Linked DNA regions of Mus musculus: region 2 is linked to region 1. Evidence: chromatin contacts called from public Hi-C data. All regions are on one chromosome and are shown on one strand. The core of a region is the stretch at or near the end of the contact, and the rest is flanking DNA. Distances in the headings are between cores, read along the strand shown.

Evidence for each region. A called contact is a pair of places that touch in the nucleus more often than the background predicts.
Region 2: a Hi-C map of myocytes shows a contact between it and region 1, with 11 times the contacts expected there. The contact joins two enhancer-like sites. A contact is called at or near these places in 1 of 15 datasets of contacts at CTCF or cohesin (pro-B cells), 21 of 484 Hi-C or Micro-C datasets (the 3T3-L1 cell line, 3T3-L1-derived adipocytes, the AtT-20 cell line and 12 more) and 2 of 115 datasets of contacts at active chromatin or transcription factors (Th17 cells and embryonic fibroblasts).

The regions. Positions count from the first base shown.
Region 1 is chr16:93,106,129-93,111,074 of GRCm38.p6, forward strand. No RefSeq gene overlaps it. Among named protein-coding and RNA genes, the nearest start is that of Gm30474, 23 kb to the right of the region's middle. Within about 2 kb of position 1,408, at least 38 of the 459 cell types and tissues checked have an H3K27ac peak or open chromatin away from gene starts, as enhancers often do. A contact at or near this core is called in the C2C12 cell line, the NIH/3T3 cell line, embryonic fibroblasts and 2 more, where this site is marked.
Region 2 is chr16:93,291,752-93,296,300 of GRCm38.p6, forward strand. No RefSeq gene overlaps it. Among named protein-coding and RNA genes, the nearest start is that of Gm30588, 32 kb to the left of the region's middle. Within about 2 kb of position 1,365, at least 98 of the 459 cell types and tissues checked have an H3K27ac peak or open chromatin away from gene starts, as enhancers often do. A contact at or near this core is called in the C2C12 cell line, the NIH/3T3 cell line, embryonic fibroblasts and 2 more, where this site is marked.

The DNA of each region.
Region 1 (4,946 bases), core at 158-2,657:
AATCCCATGTGCACACATATGTTTGCAGTACTCAGGAACACCAGAAGATGCTGTTTGATCGCTGGAACTGGAGTTACAGGTGGCTGTGCACCACCTAAAATAGGTGCTGAGAACCAAACCTGGGTCCTCAGTAAGAGCAGCAAGGGCTCTTAGCTACAGAGCCAGCTCTCTAGCTCAGAGTACTTCTAGAAACACATTATAGATGACACTGTTTACGTCATCTATAACATTTTGACATAAAAGTAGACCATTTTTGATCTTATGAGCAGTTCTGAAATGACTTTCACTCTTGTCAGTTATAATTATTTATTTCCTCAGACCAAGTCCTTAAAAGTGAGATTATTTTAGGTCGAATTATATATTTCAAATCTTAAAAAATTCAGATATCCCATTTTCTCTAGCCTTTGAGAACAGTAAAAAAAAAAATGTGTGGATAAGATCAGTGCCTCAACCTACACATAAGCTATTACATTATTTCCTAATTTTTTTCAGGAGCAAAAGGTCCTTCATTGAAGGTCAACCACCTTTCTCATGAGAAAAATGTTCATTTGTTCTAAAGAGGGTTGTGGTGAGGATGGGGCTTCTCAAATTAGGTCTGCCTTCCTTTCTCTCTCTCTCTCTCTCTCTCTCTCTCTCTCTCTCTCTCTCTCTCTCTCTCTCTCTCTCTCTTTCTTCCCCTAAACAGAAAGAAAAAAATTTTTGATGATGTCAAGGGGTGCTAAGCTGAAAGAGTTCAAAGTGCCAAGGGTATTTAGCGGTCTCCCTGCCCCTGCATTCCCAAGCCATGCAATACAAGGAATAGTCTGAGAGCTGGCCGTGCACTTAATCCCACAGGAGCGGCCTTGGCAAGCTCCTCGGGATCGTTCTTGTAATCCTCAGAAGCTCACGGATTCCAGGAAGCCTCCATGCCTTTTGCAACCCAGGCTTGCCTCCCATGAATCTTCCTGACTCAGAGTTTGCAGCATTTGCTAATTTTCATAGAGCGTCACACAAATCCTCTACCACTGTCTACCCCTCAATCATAAAAGTGCCACTCGGATTTACAGCCCCCCCAAAGTCAACAGAGCCTCCCCTTGCAGGCACAGGGGAGAAGGATCTGGAACCACTTGATGGAGTGCACCTCATAACAGCAGGATAACAGCGTGCCACGTTGGTTGCCACAGCTCATCTGGGTTGAGGCTGCCTGGTCAGTGCTTGGATATCTTTGAAACAGAATCACATTCTTCAGGAGGTGGCGACTGTAACACAATAAACAGCAGCTGTTCCCAGGGCTTGGAAATAATACCTCAACATTCGCATAGTGTTTGGTGCCAAGAGTTAGGTCCCGTTATGGTTAAGGCCAACATAGAACTTCTAGGCAAATAAATACATGAGTAACAATGTCCTGTTAGGACTGGAGGGATGACTCGGAGCTTTAGAGCAACTGTTGTTCTTTCAAAGGATGTGAGTCGCCTCCCAATACTTGCATTGGTCGGTTTATAACTGCCCATAACTCCACTGGCATCTGACGCCCTCTTCTGGCCACAAGGGCACCTGCACACACATGCAGCACACACAGACACATAAATTAAAAGTAAATATAAAGGACTGGAGACATGACTCAATGGTTTAAAGCATTAGCAGTTCTTCCAGAGAACTCCAGTTCAATTCCCAGCACCCACCATCTAGAACTTCGTTTTCATTTCAGGGGAGCTGAGCCCCCTCTTCTGGTCTCCCCAGACAATGTACACACATGGTGCATACACACACATTCACACAAAATATTGAAATTAAATGTACATTGCTCCCATCAATTTCTTTACAGTCTTAATTTGTACATATTACCCAGGAATCTCACACACATGGAATTTTCCATTCTTTCCAATCTTTCTAACGAGCACTCCATCTCAGCATAGTCCTAAAAGCTTTCTAAAGACCCTTTTAAAGTAAAAGGCCAGAGCCTGTCTTGTTTATAAGACACCAGGATTCCAAGCTTCCAGAAAGCCCATATAAGTAACCCCAGAAATAGGTAGTGCATTTAATAGAAATCTGAGCTCATCAATTTTACATGATCCTCACACACTGAGTGTGGAATGCTGATGAGGATTTGATGTTGACAGGAGATTCATTTGCAAACACAAGTGGCTGGAGAGATGATTAAATCGGTGAATAGTTTGTCAATATCTATTTCATGTTAGCTCTCACTATCAAGACCAGTAGCTGTGGCTTTGATGACAATAATAAATAATAATTAGGATATGGCGCTGTTCTGGTTGCAAGCATACAACACTTTTTGTTATGGACCTAAAAAGATGTATATTAAGTTATATGTGTACTCCCAACCCTGACAGGCCAGCCTTAACGAACGTTTGAGGGAGTCATGAAATCCATATTGTCTTATGGTCCTTGGTGTGCAGAGATGGCTTCTGTCTTCTAGGATAAAGAGTACAGAAAGCTCGTGTTGTGCACACCTAGGTGACAGGGACAAGATGGGGTAGCTTTAGATCAAATACAACTGCTGGATGTCTGGCTTATTCCTCAATGAGGACTGGCACCAAGCCTGGGAGACAGTGCAGGAAGTCAAGTGTCCGCCTTGACAGCGTGAGGACCCAAGTTCAAGGACCCACGCTTAAAAAGGTGTGTGTGGTGGTGCATGCTTGTAATGCCAGCTCTGGGGAGGCGGTGACAGTTGGGTCCCTGGGGTTTGATGACCAGTTAGGGTGAGATTCTATCTCACAAAACGAGGTGGATGTACCTGAGAAGTGACCACAACCTTCTTGTTGACAAGCGAGGAGGTGAATTGAAGTGAAAGCATCCGAGGGGGCATCCCTGACATCACAGGGCACCGCAGAACATGCTACGTTCTCAGAGAGTCGATTCTCAAGTTCATGGTGCTTGTGCCGCTCACTAATCTCAGGGACCTTCAGTAGGATGGAGGATATTTGAAAGCAGAAATTGGATCTTTTGGGGTTGTGGCCAAGCCCCAACTTCTCCAGTTCTGAGGCATTACAATGCTTGGTGCTTTCCTTAGGATGTCACAGATGCTATTCTGCGGTCTTAGCTACATAAAGAGATAGGGCTTAATTATTTAACATGTCACTCTCAACCATTAAAATAGTGACTAGGCTCTTGCCAGAACAGATTCTATAAAATATCAAAATAAAGTCAATCTTTAAAAAAAGGGGGGGGGAACTATTCAAAAAGTTTGAAAAACTTGTGAGGAACATCAATAGTTCTACCTGCAAGTTTACTCCATGTAAACATTTTTAAGAAGATTCGTGCAGTGTCTAGTGTAGCCCAAGCCGACCTCAGGCTTACTGTATATACCCAAGGCTGATCTCGAGCTCTTGGGCCCCCAGCCTTTACCTATGGGTAGGCTGTTGGGATTGCAGTATGTGCCACCGCTCTGCTGCTGAGGTTTGAACCAACGTCCTGTACATGCTAGCCACGCACTGTAGAGGTAGCTACTGGGCTACCCACCTACCCACCCTCTCTCTTGTTTTGTTATGACACGTACCTCACACACCAAGGGCGTGGAGAGCCAATGGCTTTCCCCATACAATCATACTAAAAGCAAGTGTGTTTTGTAAACGTTTTATGGAAATTTGGGAAAGTGAAAACAGGCTCTTAACAGTTCCCCGCTGTCCAACAAGCAATGTCAATACTGCCATGAACGCCAGTGGCTCAATCAGTGTGAGTCAACTCTACCTCCCTCTCGGTGACTCGTACTTTTGTTATTTTTAGCAGGAGACATGCAACGCTGTATGGTTGGCTCACGTATTGAAGACGCGATTCTCAACTGCTGGTGCTATTTTAGGAGGTTCTGGAAACTTTAGATGTTGGGGAGGGGTAGCTGGAGGAAGTATGTCACAGAAAACATGTCTCTGTCTGCCTGCCTGTCTGTCTGTCTGTCTATGTCTATGTCTGTCTGTCTGTGTCTCTGTCTCTGTCTATCTCTGTCTCTATCTCTGTGTGTGTGTGTGTGCCTCTGTCTGACGCTGTGTGAGTCTTTATCTGTCTGTGTCCATCTCTATCTCTGTCTGTGACCCTGTGTCTGTGTGTGTGTGTGCCTATGTATCTGTGTCTACCTGTGTGTGCATATGTGTGTGTGTGTGTGTTTATCTATCTATAACTGTCTCTCCTTTATCGGCTATGACATGGCTATGTCCCTATCATTAGCTCCCACCTCTATGAAGTTCCTCCTTCTGCACAGACCCAGAGCGCACTGGGCCAAGGACCACAGTCTGAAATCTCTGAAAGCATGAGCAAAGCCACATCTTTCCTACTTTATTTTTGTCATAGCATTGAAATTGTAAATTAAACATACAAACAAGTCCTGAGTGTCTCTTTGCTGTTGCTGCCCCTTGGTTTTTGGCAGGGTTTTGTTTCTTTCGTGTCAAGATGAGGCTTTGCCAAGTTGATGTGTGCTTTGCATCCACAGGAGGCCTCTGCAGAAGCTGGAATACATACAGGACACTTTAAACGGAAGGGATACGATGGGTCCTTCTTAGAATCAGGAGACTTTGGTGTCACCAGTCACAGGGAACAAAGGGCAGGCCTGCATGGCATCTCTCCAGTTCACCAGAGGAAGGGGTGGGGTAGACCAGGTGTGACATCTTTCTGGTTCAGCAGGATCTTTGTGTGAATGTAATCTGACAACCTGGAATTTTGAGAATCAAGGGAAAGACGAGCCAATAGCTGATCACTCACACGTGCTTCTGGGGTCTTTAGGGCTCCGTGAGTCAGTTGTGCAATGCAGATCTAGGACTTAGGAGCTAGCGCATGGCCTGCTCCTTTTCTCCATGCTGCAGAAGCACATACGCAGCTCTGGGTGGGCTAGGGCTACAAGGGAACCCAGGAAAGGAGGCCCCTCCTCCTCAGAGTTCTCTCAACCATAGGTTACATAATCCACCCATTCATTCATTCATTCATTAGTCATCCAGCCAACACTGGCTGGAGCACCTGTG
Region 2 (4,549 bases), core at 115-2,614, 190 kb after region 1:
TGAACTGTGAGACAGCCAGGGAAACAGATCAGCGCCTGCGAGTCACAAAATACCAGCACACTACGCAGCAAACCCCACTAACATCCTCTAATTGGGTAGAAAGTTGTAGAAAAGTCTAAAGTAGAGAAACATTTTCACAAAATTCTGCTTCCCCCCGAACTCACACGGTCACGAGGATGACAGGATCCCACGCAAGGAAGGAACACCTTAGGGATGTTGTAAGGGTTTTCACAGTAACTCTTAGAAGTTAGGAACCAGAACTTTTCACCGTTTTGCAGGGGGATTGAAATACAAAGTGATTTTTACAAACGTTTGGAGCTATCTCTCGGCGAGGAAAACACACCGTTTCCCTGTTTGTTCTTTCAATTTGCTCCACAGACCTTTCCCCCACACTGGTCCCAATAAATCAGTGCACTTCACCAGCACATTTAACGTTGGCCAGACTTTCAATTAGTGACTTTCTCCCAGGCAAGGCCAGCTATGGTCACACAGTTCTTTTCTTAAACTTCTTGCTATTCTCTGGCTCCCAGGAAGTGTGCACCTGTCAGCCAGCCCAGCCCCCACCCTCTCTCATTTTCTTAAAAGCCGGAACTCGGTTTCATTTTTCACTCTTGATTTTAAAGCGGTTGGAAAGCATGAAAGAGAAGGGGCCAGCAAGGGAGGTAAATAAATCTAATCACCGCGAAAAGGCGATGAAAGACCCGTGCCTACGTTTCCTCAATTTGTTCTTGAAATGATCCTTGCCACACTCATTGACTGAGGACCAGCTCTGGGTTCTCCAAAGAGAGGGTTCACGGAGCTGGGAACAAAAGAGCCAGTTCTTTTCAAACACCCATTGGAGTCATTAGTTCCCACCTTTTCCTCTTCACATTTCCAGGCACGGTTAATAAGTAGCTAAATTGACTTCTTTGAATCCTGTGCCTGCTCCTTTCTCTCGCCCACCCTCCTAGACGCATGTGGTTGCGCAGTTCATTCTTTAAGAGGAATGACACCAAGAAAGAAAGTCCTTGAAAAATGGCCACCAGCCACTTAAGAACTACAGACATTTCTAGTAAACTGAACAGCTAAACAGTGGCTGAAAGGGAGAAACGTAAAATCAAACTGGGCAGTGTGGCAGATCTTTCAAGTGCCAGGCTATGTCCCTGGCTCTTATTGTCCCTACGGTGGTCCCTACAGGACACTCCAGGCCTCCTGTAAGAACATACAACTGCCAATGCTCTTCTGACGGTTTTCTCTGGGGTGGTGATGGGAAGGCCTGAGGCGCTGCTGGCCAGGAGCAGCAGTTGGCCTCTAGACAGTGTGGACTGGAGGGCAAACAGACAGTCGTTCGGTCTTCAGTCTCACAGAGGGCAGCTGCTCTGCAAGCCTGTTCTGCTCTGTGTCCCAGAGACATGCCTTGCAAATGTGTCACTGACCACCTTAGCTTTGGGTAACACACAGCCATGGGAGAAAGAGAAATGTCTCCCCCTGGAGGACACACAGGCATGCTCGCTGCCCGTTGTATTAGACTTAGTCTCCCCCACACTCAGCATTCCACCCCATCAACTGCCTGGACCAAGCCGCGAGACCCACTGGAAGCCTTGAGGAAAGGGAGACTCAAGCCACGGATTCTTCAAGTTTCTTGCTGTTCTGTAGCTATATGATCTTTGTCCCTGTTGTCCTGGTTTCATTTCCTCCACCAGCAACCTTGACACCAGGGAAGGCCTGTCGCCTGTCAGAGGGAGGGGCAGAGGTCTTGCTCACTTCACAGGTCTCCTGCTGAGCGCATACCAGAGAAGTTCGGGAACTGAATTTCTGTTTGGTTCAAATTAGAATAGTCACATCCTAATAAGATTTACCTTAAAACTTTACTTCACTCTATGAATCACATAAGAACACGATTAAAACAGAATGCTTTAAGAAATGGTGCTCCAAGGACTTGGGGCTACAGAACTAGAACCTGAACCCACCCCCCAAATACTCAGTAATGGCACATACACCAGGGGCCATCGTGATAATACACTGACTGTCTACAATAGTAAAGTTGCTTACAAACACAGAATGTGACAAATCCTTTCTCCTAAAGGATTCTCTCTCTCTCTCTCTCTCTCTCTCTCTCTCTCTCTCTCTCTCTCTCTCTCTCTCTCTCTCTCTCTCTCTCTCTCTCCTCCCTCCCTCCCTCTCCCTTCTCCCCTTTCTTCCCTCCTCTGTGTTTGGATAGATACATAGATAGATGTATGATAGATAGATAGATTTATAGATGCATAGATAGACAGACAGACAGACAGATAGGTGATATGCAGACAGGTGATAGACAAACCGACTACATATGGTAATAATTGCAGCTTTTGCTTATCTCTTATGAAACATTTGTTTACTTTATGTCCTTGCTTGTTTGTTGTAGCACAAAAGAGTCCATCTCTCTAAGTGTATTCATTGCTGTTACAAATGGAGGGAAAATATAATTAACAGGAAAAAAATAAAAACTGTTATCACATGATGTCTTTTTCAGTTGAAAGGGACATACAAGGAGATAGCTGGCCATGGGACTGGCATCTCAGTTGAAGTCCAAAGGGTTTTCCTACCTCTTCATGGTAGACAAGTGGCCGTGACGACCCCACAGCCATACAGAAGTGAAGACACCGTTTCTGCAGGCTGCATGGACCTGGTTCGCTAAATTCCACTGAGATTCCCCCAGTCACCTGTCATTTCTAAAGATGCAGATGAGAAAAAAATTGTGTGGTGCTGCCTGCAGAATCACACCCCTCCCCCCTCCCCCATCCCATCCCCCCCCCGCACCCCCCCCCCACACACACTTAAAGGAAGAAAGCGGAGAGGCAGAGTCTGGAGGCTAACTTCCCCTGCTTCCGATGCTTCTCAGATTAATCTGAGAATGACACCACTAGGCTGAGGTAAGAAATGCAGGCAGTGGTGGCCACTCAACTCAGTACTTAAGGAGAATCTTCACATTATGTTACAAAGTAACATATTTACACCAGGGGTGGAGCTAATGTCCAAAACAAGCGTCCCCACCTATGATCATTCTGCTTGCTTGTTTGTTTGCTTGTTTGTTCTTTCATTTAAGACGTTTCAGTGACACAGACAAACATAATGAGCCATCTCTACTAAAAATAGAATGTTTCTTGCCTGGCCTGACTTGATGCTGATTTGTGGCGACTGGTTTTGAGGAGAGCAAACATCTTCGATACACAATCACTTATTGAGGGCCTGCGACACCCAAGGCCTGCTGCTGGATGTGCCAACTCAGAGGGACGTGACTCAAGCTGGTGTCTTGAGAGACTTTATTATGATACAGACATTTTTCCAAGATAAAAAATAAAATAAAATAAATACACAACTTTGTGTTTTTCCACAGCCTCTGAAGATTGATTTTTTTCCCCCAAATTCTCTGTAAAATGGAAATTCGGGGAGAAATTAAGATGTGGTTTTATTCACCATTGTTAACTGTGGTTTCTTACCATGGCAGGAGCCTTGGGAGTTTCCTCATTTGGGCCAGAAACAGCAGAGAGGTTCCAATCTCTGTGCTTTTTAAAATATGGTCTTTTCCATCTGTTTCTTAAAATTCTCTCAGCAAAGCAAGGTGATGGTCAGGGAACTGCTGTTTGATTGGACCTAACAGTGCTTAAGGCCAAGGCCAAATAGACCCCGAGGTTAGCTAAAAGGCAGGAATATAGGTTCCTCTGGCCCTAGCCTCAATCCCAAAGATGGAAATTAAAATAAAAACCAAGCCTCAGCTGACAATACCCCTGCCCATCTACTGGAGAATTGGGAGCTAAACTGTGAAAGGCCACATGAAGTTACAGGTCTAATCCACACATTTTCCATGTTCATACAAAGCAACCCAGAGAAAACCCTTCTTTCTATTTACATGGTGAGTGTAGCCCATAGACTAGACAAAGACATTAGAAAACTATTACTGGTTCATCTATATGTAGATTAGTTATTAATGCAAAAACCACAAGTAAAATATCATTGATGACTAGGCACTCAATACATGCTGTCTATGTATAAACTCCTCAGGATAGATAACAGAGTAATATTAGGAAATAACATTCACAGATTATTATATAAGAAAAAATGTATAGGAAACCTGAAATAGAACATTGAGGGGAGAGGGCTACAAGGGTAAAACTTGACAGCTGGAAGCATGACAGGAAAACCAAATTCATGAAAATGTGCAGGGTACAGAACCCTATAATAGGGAATCAATAGTGCCACCTTAAAGGGAGAATCCCAAGTCTGAGACATGACAAAAGACACCGGCTCCCACTGCAGCACCTACGTACCTAACCGACGCAACAAGGCAGGAAAAGGAATAACTGACAAACCACTAGAAAGCAAGAAATAGTTTACAGAGAGAATTCCAGAAGCTCAGGACTTGCCAGAGTGAAGAAATGGGGGAGACCAGGGAGGATTGATGTGTGCATTGCACATCTGCACATGCCAGGTTCATGGGCAACAGAAGGGCTGATACAAAGTTGCAAGGGAAAGACACACTGTTCTAAGTACGACTACCCTACTCAATGAATAAGTTTGCTCTTTGCCAGTG